3 separate regions of the Cricetulus griseus genome follow, and all the other regions are linked to region 1. The links are chromatin contacts, called in public Hi-C and Micro-C maps. All regions are on one chromosome and are shown on one strand. Each heading gives the region's core, a stretch centred on a gene start, on an enhancer-like site or on the middle of the called end of the contact. The rest is flanking DNA. Distances are from core to core; before and after follow the strand shown. Region 1 holds the start of Rbm4b (RNA-binding protein 4B). Region 2 holds the start of Bbs1 (Bardet-Biedl syndrome 1 protein). Region 3 holds the start of Rce1 (CAAX prenyl protease 2).

The links. A called contact is a pair of places that touch in the nucleus more often than the background predicts.
Region 2: a contact with region 1 is called in a Hi-C map of fibroblasts, with 6 times the contacts expected there. The contact joins the promoter of Bbs1 here to the promoter of Rbm4b in region 1. A contact is called at or near these places in 3 of 8 Hi-C or Micro-C datasets (the CHO-K1 cell line and fibroblasts).
Region 3: a Micro-C map of the CHO-K1 cell line shows a contact between it and region 1, with 3 times the contacts expected there. The contact joins the promoter of Rce1 here to the promoter of Rbm4b in region 1. A contact is called at or near these places in 6 of 8 Hi-C or Micro-C datasets (the CHK-Q cell line, the CHL-YN cell line, the CHO-K1 cell line and 2 more).

Annotation. Positions count from the first base shown.
Region 1 is chr3:54,527,211-54,530,222 of CriGri-PICRH-1.0, reverse strand. It overlaps Rbm4b (RNA-binding protein 4B), which reads left to right and starts at 1,462. Exons shown (of 4, transcript XM_027408670.2): 1 at 1,462-1,592; 2 at 2,241-2,664. The coding sequence starts at 2,253. It overlaps LOC118238543 (a long non-coding RNA gene), which reads right to left and starts at 1,454. Exons shown (of 2, transcript XR_004769052.1): 1 at 1,252-1,454.
Region 2 is chr3:54,379,140-54,382,151 of CriGri-PICRH-1.0, reverse strand. It overlaps Bbs1 (Bardet-Biedl syndrome 1 protein), which reads right to left and starts at 1,605. Exons shown (of 17, transcript XM_027408654.2): 1 at 1,452-1,605; 2 at 1,073-1,149; 3 at 935-969. The coding sequence starts at 1,498. It overlaps Dpp3 (dipeptidyl peptidase 3), which reads right to left. Exons shown (of 18, transcript XM_027408652.2): 18 at 2,381-2,926. The coding sequence ends at 2,751.
Region 3 is chr3:54,657,938-54,660,949 of CriGri-PICRH-1.0, reverse strand. Rce1 (CAAX prenyl protease 2) reads right to left here and starts at 1,453. Exons shown (of 8, transcript XM_035442046.1): 1 at 1,237-1,453; 2 at 999-1,101; 3 at 821-904; 4 at 506-584. The coding sequence starts at 1,421. CUNH11orf80 (type 2 DNA topoisomerase 6 subunit B-like) reads right to left here. Exons shown (of 17, transcript XM_027408677.2): 17 at 1,503-2,019. The coding sequence ends at 1,646.

The sequences.
Region 1 (3,012 bases), core at 213-2,712:
GCTCTGGCTGCAGGGCCAAAGTGTGTTTTTTGGCTCTGCTCAGGGTGTGTTTCTTTGACTGACCCTTCCCTTACAGACAGAACCCAAAGTTGTGTGATAACAGACCCAGAGAGAATTCCAGGACAGCCAAGGCTACACAGTGAAACTCTGTTTCGAAAAACAAAACCAAAATTTTTAATTTTAAAAATATGTTTGTTGCCGGGAGGGTGGTGGTGCACACCTTTAGTCCCAGCACTCCAGTGGCAGAGGCAGGTGGATCTCTGTGAGTTCCGAGACCAGCCTGGTCTACAAGAGCTAGTTCCAGGACAGCCTCCAAAGCCACAGAGAAACCCTGTCTCGAAAAACAAATAAATAAATAAATAAATAAATAAATAAATATGTGTCTGTTATTACAATTAGAAAGACAATGGCTTCTGAAATGAGTAGGAAACATGGATTTGGTGACAGAAATGTTTCCAAGTAGCTTGGGCAACTGATCTTTATAGTATTGGAGAAGCTGGTGTTGAAACTACCACAATGGAGAATGGTGTTTAACAATCATCCTAGTATCTCTACCAGGAAATAAACTCAACCCATCAATCTCTCTAAATGGCCCAAATACTCTTTGTTGAATGGGATAGTGAATAATCCACCTAGCTAGTACCCTTCTGCCACCAGGAGGTGCCCTTGGACCGCAGCTGAAAGTCAGGAGCCTGACAATTGCCTGTACCTCTGGCAGCTTGGACTGGATGTGGAGCCCCTTGTCACACTCACATCCCCAAACCCGGACTCTCTCTGGACTTCTACACCATTTTTTTTTGGGGGGGGGAGGGTGCTTACCACATTTCAGGAACCATGACAGGCAGATACACAACGAGAGAGGGAAAACCCAGCGCACGTATATTCATGAATAAACATGACAAAGTACAGTTTGGATAGAGAAATACCTTCCTCGTTCTAACCCAGCTCTGTCACAGATCACCTTTTCGTCCCTCGATTCTCAGTCTCTATTTTCTCGCCAATGAACACCACAATTGCAGCGAAAATTAAGTTGTTTTAAGGGAGTTGCTCGCTCCCTCCCATCCAAATAAGGGAGAGATTAGGTTAAGATGGGGTGCTTAGACTTCTGAAGTATCGCTCTCAGCCGCCACAGAGCTTGAGAAAACCCCCTTCTAGCGGGCCCAGTGAAACAACCCTTTGTCATCAGCCTCCCTCGACAGTGGGCTAATAGCACGATCCATTGTGATGGTTAGATACTCCCCCTGCGCTTACTGTTTTGCCAAGGCAGGGGTTGCTTCCAGAGATCTTTTGACGCGCAAGCCGCGACCCTCTCCCAAGGTGGTGATTGGCTATCCGGGGCTGGGGGCGGGCTGACCCCGCAGTGCCGTCACCACATGACCCCGCCCCCGCACGGGGGCGGCCATTTGTGTGCGGCCGCAGGATTGGTCGCCCCGCTCCTGCGAGGGGGAGGGGAGGCAGGCAGCGCGCACTCGCGCGTGCGTGAGCTGGCGCGCGAGAAAGCGCTCGGTCGCGCCGAGGCTCGAGCGGCCGTCGCCATTTTGTAGGGTTCTCTCTGACGCGGGACCCGCCGCCACCGCCAGCACCACCCGGAGGTAGGAGAGGATGCTGTGGGTGTGTGGGGAGCCCGGGAGCAGCCCGGCCGGGCCTCGGGAGGGCCAGGGAGGCCCAGGTTTGGGGCTACTCATCTTCTGAGGAAGGTCCCGGGAAGACAAGGGAAGGAGGCGGGGCCGGGTCTCCGGAGGGGGCGGGGCAGGGGTCGGGCCGAGTCTTTGTTGGGATGTAGCAGCTGGAGGTTGGGCCGCTGAGGAAGGGGGTTCAGGTGTGGGGAGTAAGAGGGCTTTTCGTTCTTAAGAGTGTGGTGGGAAGTGATGCCGCGCTGTGGAGAGGCACACAGATTTCCCTCCAAAATCTTGTCACTAGGAACATTCAGATGTTTCTTGCGTTCTGCTTGGCGTTTTCTTCCCTGTGCTAAGCCTTGAAACAGCTAACCTTGTAGATTAGATGTACCTGACCTCACAGAGATGTTGGACCTAGTTGTGCACTCTGCCCTCCGATCTTCTGTTGGCATTGCCACACAGCTTGCACTACTTAGGAACAAACTGCTATTTCTCTCTCAAAAGGAATAAATTACCTATGTGAGGGTCGGGAAGATATTAATAATTGGGCCATTAAATGGAAATGCTGCAATGCTATGTCTCACTTCACGCCTGACTTTTGAAATGTTGTTTGTAATCTGCCAGGCTCTTGTCAGGATGGTGAAGCTGTTCATTGGAAATCTGCCCCGGGAGGCCACAGAGCAAGAGATCCGCTCACTCTTCGAGCAGTACGGGAAGGTGCTAGAATGTGACATCATTAAGAACTATGGCTTTGTGCACATAGAGGACAAGACGGCCGCTGAGGATGCCATACGCAACCTGCACCACTACAAGCTGCACGGAGTGAACATCAATGTGGAAGCCAGCAAAAATAAGAGCAAAGCTTCAACCAAGTTACATGTGGGCAACATCAGCCCCACTTGTACCAACCAAGAGCTTCGGGCCAAGTTTGAGGAGTATGGCCCAGTCATCGAATGTGACATCGTGAAAGATTATGCCTTTGTACACATGGAGCGGGCAGAGGATGCCGTGGAGGCCATCAGGGGCCTTGACAACACAGAGTTTCAAGGTGAACTGTTGTGGGGCTTGGGTGGCAGAGCTTCCTGGAGTCTAAGTCAAGGCAGAGGCAAGAACATAAGACCATGGGGCTGTGAGAGTGGCTTCTTTCATTCTCTTTTAATTGAAATGGATAGATGATGTTTACTATCCTAAGTATATAGTGTACTCTTAGTACACTATATTTTCCAGTAAACATTTTCCATTTTGTTTGCAAAGATGTTTCTCCACAACTGTTGGGTTACAAATTGTGGGTTACTTTATTTGGTCTTTATTCACTTGATTGCTGCTAGCAAGAAGTCTAAACTGTCTAGGCAAGAAATGTGAGAAGTGATTATGACTTAGTGGCTGCTTTTGTTGT
Region 2 (3,012 bases), core at 356-2,855, 150 kb after region 1:
GGTTTGCAGTGGGCAAAGGTGCTCGCCACCATACCTGACGACTGGAGTTCAGTCACTGAAACCTGCACGGAAGAGAACTGACTCTCAACAGTTGTCACCTGACCTCCCCACTAAATAAATAAAATCTCATTTTTAACTTTGTTGCTAATTTTGTTTTGGGATGGGGATTGGTTTTTTGTGGGTTTTTGTTTGTTTGTTTTGAGGCAAGGTCTCACTATGTAGTTCTGCCTGGGCTCAAACTTGTCAGGCCAGCCTCAAACTCACAGAGATCGCTATCTGTCTCTATTCTCCAAATGCTGTAATTAAGACATGCATCACTACTCCCACCCCCAAATTAATTTTTAGAGAATTATATATCTGACCATTATAAATCTACAACTTTTTTCTGCTTTATTTCTACAGATCATGTTATAAAATTAATGTTTACTATCTAAATAAAATAGTGGTTAAGAGGACTGGCTGCCCTTCCAGAGGACCCTGGACAATTCCCCGCAACCAACATGGCAGTTCACAACTGTCTGTAACTCCAGTTCTAAAGGATCCGACACCCTCATAAGACATACATGCAAAACAAAACAAAACAAAAAAAACCAATGCACACAAAATAAAAATAAATAAATTATTGAAAGAAAGAAGTTCTGGAGGCTGGAGAGATAGCTCAGCGGTTGAGAGCACTGGCTGCCCTTCTAGAAGACCCAGGTTCAATTCCCAGCACCGACATGGCAGCTCAAAACTGTCTGTAACTCCAGTTCCAGCGGATCTGATATCTTCACACCAATGCACATAAAAACAAGTTAAATAAATTTAAAAATTAAAAAAATAAAGGAGTTGCAACTAAATGTGCCTTTTCAGTACGAATGGGTTCTAGAGTATGTTGCCCCTCTCTGCAAATCTCACTTCTGAGTTTTCCCCACTCAACTTTCTGATTGCCTACCTTGTACTCCCCATCGCCATGCAAATCTGCCAGAGCTGGAAAACACAGAGGGTCGTAAGTGGGAGCTCCAAAGGCTTCACCATTACCCGATCCTTCCATCCTCCTAGAATCCGGGCTTTCCCAGGTCTGGGGACTCACCCAGGCAGGGGGAGAAGGTATGGATGTTGGCCATGGGGTCGTAGTGCGCGTCCAGCCATTTCGAATTGGCTTCGCTGCTGTGAGGGAAAGGAGAGGATAGTTGGAAAAAGTGAGTCTCACGGGAAAGGAAGAAAGTTCTGAGTAAGATGATGCCCGAGCCTGAGAACACGGAGAAAGGAGAATCTGGGATCAATTGGCGCCCGGGGTGATCAGCCAATCACAAACACAGACGCTTCTTGGCCTTTGGTTTCCGTTACTGATTTCTAAACGGCCCTTTCAGAACTTTCAGCGCAGCCCGAAAGCAAGAGCCCGGGACTCGGCACCAAGGCGCGGTCTACTCATCTGAGGGAAAGGAAGCCCTAAGGAACCGGGACTTCACCTCTCAGTTCTCCCGCTGTCGGAATCCGCTGAAGACGTCGCAGCCATCTTCCCTAGCGTCGCCTTGGCAACCACCTCCGCTATAGCGCAACGCCCAATAGAATCCGGACACCAGAAAGCACAGAAACAAACGTTCCGGGGATGTAATTGTCCCGGCTGGAACCAGCCCGTTTCCTTGCCAGCATTTCCTCTTACATTATTTTGACTTATGGTTTCTGCACCAATAACAGGGTCCTGGGCTTCGAGGGCTGGGGAGGAGCTCTTGTTGGAGGTTAAGATCATCAAAATGAACTGCCTCAATTTTTATGGTTAGCCCAGTCGAAAAGTGTCATGTCCTTTCTTCTGACTGTAGAGGTCCAAGCTCTGAGACCCAAACCACGAGGATTAAAGGGCAGGATCTCAAGTTGATGGGTACTAGCTCTTAAGCTCCTGAAAGTTTAAAGTACAAGACGCTTGCTGCTCTTGCAGAGAACCCCAGTTTGCTTCTCAGCAGCCCATGGCAGCTCACAATTCTTTAAGTTTAGTTCTAGGGGATATGATACTATCTTCTAGCTTCTGCTGGGACCAGCCCACAGTGAGAAAATGCACACATACACAGAAAAAAAAATATTAAAAATATGTCATGGGGGCTGGAGAGATGGCTCAGAGGTTAAGAGCACCGACTGCTCATGGTGGCTCACAACCATCCGTTATGAGATCTGGTGCCCTCTTCTGATGTGCAGAATGGAAGCAGAATGTTGTAAACATAATAAATAAATAAAATCTTTAAAAAAAATATGTCACAAAGGAGAGCTGCAGAACTCATACTATGCCTCTGTGCTTTCCTTTAGAGACGATAGCAAAATCCTGTTGTGGACTGGAAGCCAGAAGTGCGGTACTGTGCCCTCCCCAGGCTCTGAACACAGGGAGGAAGAATCTCACACATAGCAATGATGGTTGTTTGTGGTATTTATTTTTCTGGTTATAAAAGTAATACACGAAGAGCATTGGATTTGGTGAGAACGCTTTGAGCCCTGGCTCTGTCACATGCCAGCTACCAGATTTAGACCAGTCACTTCTCAGAACTGCATTGTCCCATGTGGGAAACTGGACTAGGCAGCCTGTGGAGCTCCCTCCAAAGATGGCAGCGCAGACCAAGGAACTGAGGAAGTACTTGGTAAACCAGAAAGTGCTGACAAATAGAAGGGTTAGCATCACCACCCTCAGTTGAGGTAGCACCAGAGTCAGAGCCCACCCCTACCCCCCACTCCTAATGACACACACAGGTTTATGGAGTGGGGAAAGGAATCACGAAATCTTCTCAAGCCTGGCCAGCTGGGGCCTCCTTGACCTGGTCCCTCCAGAATCTGGCATCTGCTGTGGCTAGCTGGGTAAGGACCTCCTCCAATTCAGGCCCATCTTCTGGAAAACGCTCACAGAAAGATCGGATGAGACCAGCAGCTGAGGCCTCATACTCTACAAGCTGTACTTCTGAGCCTGGGAGGAGACAGAGAAAAAACAGCAGCACCGAAAGATGTGAATAGGGAAGCTGCATCATAGTAACAGAGTCGTAAGACTGTCGA
Region 3 (3,012 bases), core at 204-2,703, 130 kb before region 1:
TAAATATTCAGGATAAGTAATGAGTGCCAAGTTACTAAAAATACTCACTCCTCTCAGGGGCCCTCTCCCACAGATTTATTCTGGCCAAACTCAGGTCAGGAATCCTGAGAATCAGAATGGGGAAGGGAACAAACTTTATAAGACCTAATTTCAATATCTTGAGATATAATTGACAACAGTAAGGTAAGGCAACAGTATACGAGGGAGTCATAGTAAATTCTGATACCAAAATTCAATCAAGGCCAGTATTTGGGGAAGCCAAAGGATGGAAGAACAAGGGAAGATGCTGTCTGACCCATATCAAGTACTGTTTTGGGTCCTGAAAGGCCTCCTCGAGTACCAGGAATTTACAAGGTACCCAGCAGTATGATGCCTTTTACTGATGAAGAAACACACCCAGAGAGGTGACATCTCACCTCTTCAGTCCAGATCACATCTCACTGACTCCTCTCCCCAGTGTCCTGGACTGCCTGTGCCTACCTTTTCCTCAGTCTTGAAGACTCACCCAGGACAACCTTCAGCCCATCTGTCAGGTCACACGGGCAATCCATAGAGAGCTGCATCAGTGGACCCAGGAATAGGATCTGGGGGCAAAAAAAAAAAAAACCAGATCAAATGAAAGCCCCACCACAATCCAGTGCCCTTGGTCAGTGTCATGAGACCTCAGGCTTCCCGAGTTCTAGGGTTTCCCAGCAATACACACCTGGGGGCTCAAGGGCCACATCATAGTTTCTGTCTGTCATCTGCCAAAGGCAGGCTGGACACGGGGCATTTCATTACACTAGTGACAACAGAGTAGGAAAAAGGAAGCAGGACTCACCATAGTTAGCAGCAGGGGCAGCAGAGCTGCTGGGAAAATGCCCTCCAGCCTGAAGCCCATCAGGGTGAGCAGTGATGTGCCTGGCTGAGCCACAGGAAAGGGGGCATCAGTGATGTTCCCTCCCACAACAAAACCTGGGATCCTTTCCCTGGTTGCCCGCGCCCCGCCGCCTTCGCACCTGGATGCCAGTGAGTTCCCTCCAGAGCAGCACGCAGAGAGGGGACAGGCTGGAGACCACCAGGACGCTGGTGAAACGCCGCTTGATGACAGCAGGGTGGTCCCTAGGAAGGGAGCCGTAGGTTGAGCGGGCCTGCAGCAGCCGCTGGCCGCCGCGGCCCCACCCCCGTCGGCCCAAGCTCCGCCCCTGCCCCGCCTCGCGGGGGCGCGGATCCCGGCCGCGCGCGCAGCCCCCACACCTGGGCAGCTCGCTCTTCCACACGTAGAGGCTGCCCACATAGGAGCAGGCGAGACTGAAGCAGGAGAACACGGACACCCAGCAGCACAGCCCCGGGCCCGGGCCGCTCAGCGCGGCTGACTCGGGCTGCCGCTCCGGCCGCGACACCGACAGTAGACGCAGCCCGTCCCCGCCCAGCGCCGCCATCACGCCCGGACCCGCGGCGCGCAGCAGTGACGCAACTACGTGGATGACGTCAGGTGGCGGCGCGAGCGCCGGCTCCCCCGGGGCGCCCCTCCCCTTGAACTGTAGTCGACGCGTCTTGCTGGCAGCCGCTTTATTGAACCCTAGAGCGCGGGACACGCGTGCCCGGGGCATGTTTGGCCCGATGGGATTCTCAGCAGGGGGCACTTAGAGCCTGCGCCCCGGACTCAGCCACTCGGACAGATTGGAGACCTCTTGCAGCCACAGGTCCTGCGGGAGTAGAGGAGACGGTGGTGAGGACCCAGCCGCAGCCGCCCAGGCCCGCAGCCGCCCAGGCCCGCAGCCGCCTGTCCCTCCTGCGCCCGCCACGGTACCTCCAGGCCGCCCGCAGCGCTCGCTGCGTCGGGCGCCGGGGCCCTGCCGCGGGCTGCTGGGGCTTGTGGTCCTCCGGCAATGGGGGAGGCCACGGCGGGCTCCTGGTGGCGCGTGGCGGACTCTGGAGGGCTCGGGTCCTCGGCGGGGCACAGAGCTGGCGATTCTTCCCTGCCCTGGCTGGGGCTTCTTCTCTTGAGCCTCTTGTTTTCAGCTTGCCCGCCGGTCTCTAGGAGAAGACAGGTTCACTTCACCTCGCTCCCGCAGCCTTGTGCTGGCGCTGGAGTCTTGAGGCGGGGATGGGGCGTGGGGGGTGAGCGAGGGGGTATTCTTAATGAACTCTCCCACTCTATCCTTCCAGCTGAAATCCTTTTCAGCGCCTGGCCTTCCGTAGCGTTCCTTCCCCTTTTAGCTGGACCTTGATTAGGGGCATCTGTTACTATCCGCTCAGATTGAGTAATATGAATTTCAAGCTCCGATTGCTTCGGGCAGAAAGCATCTCAGTCTCTCTGGTGTTTAGGCAGTTACTACAGTGACAGCTTCTTGTTGTTGATATTTAAACAGGCTCTCGTGTAAGGCTGGCCTTAAACTGATCATCCTGCTTCTGTCTCCCAAACGCTGGGATTACAGACACGAGCCCAGTGATTCTCGACTTGTGTGGCTCGAGACCCCTTTGGGTCGAAGCCCTGTCTGTCACAGGGGTTGCATATCAGATACTTAATTGATTCATAACAATAGCAAAATTACGGTTATGGAGTAGCAACGAAAATAATTTTACGGTGTGTGTGTGGGGGGCACCACAACATAAGGGTTGCATTTTAACGTTAGGAAGGTTGAGAACTACTGTTAGCTTGTCTGTAACAGGTTCACTTGTGGAATCAAACTCAGGGTCTAGACAACAAACACTCTGCCACTGAGCTGCACGCCCCGCCCCCGCCCCCACCCACCCCTTAGGTGCAAATTTACAGCGTCTTTGCCTTAGCACATTCCTCCTGAGCAGCTCCCTGGGAATGTCAGCCACAAAAGCACTTTTCCTTAGAAAACTTAATGCGCACACTAATAAGTACAATGCACCGATTGCTAGTCCTCCTAACTTTAAAGTAGGAACGAATGCTGCTGCTCCTGCTCAAGACCCACAGTCGCTGTGAGAGCCAACCAATCCCAGCAGGTGGCAGCATAGCCGAAGTGCAGTGCAATAGTTGGATCAATCCAAGCCGTGGTT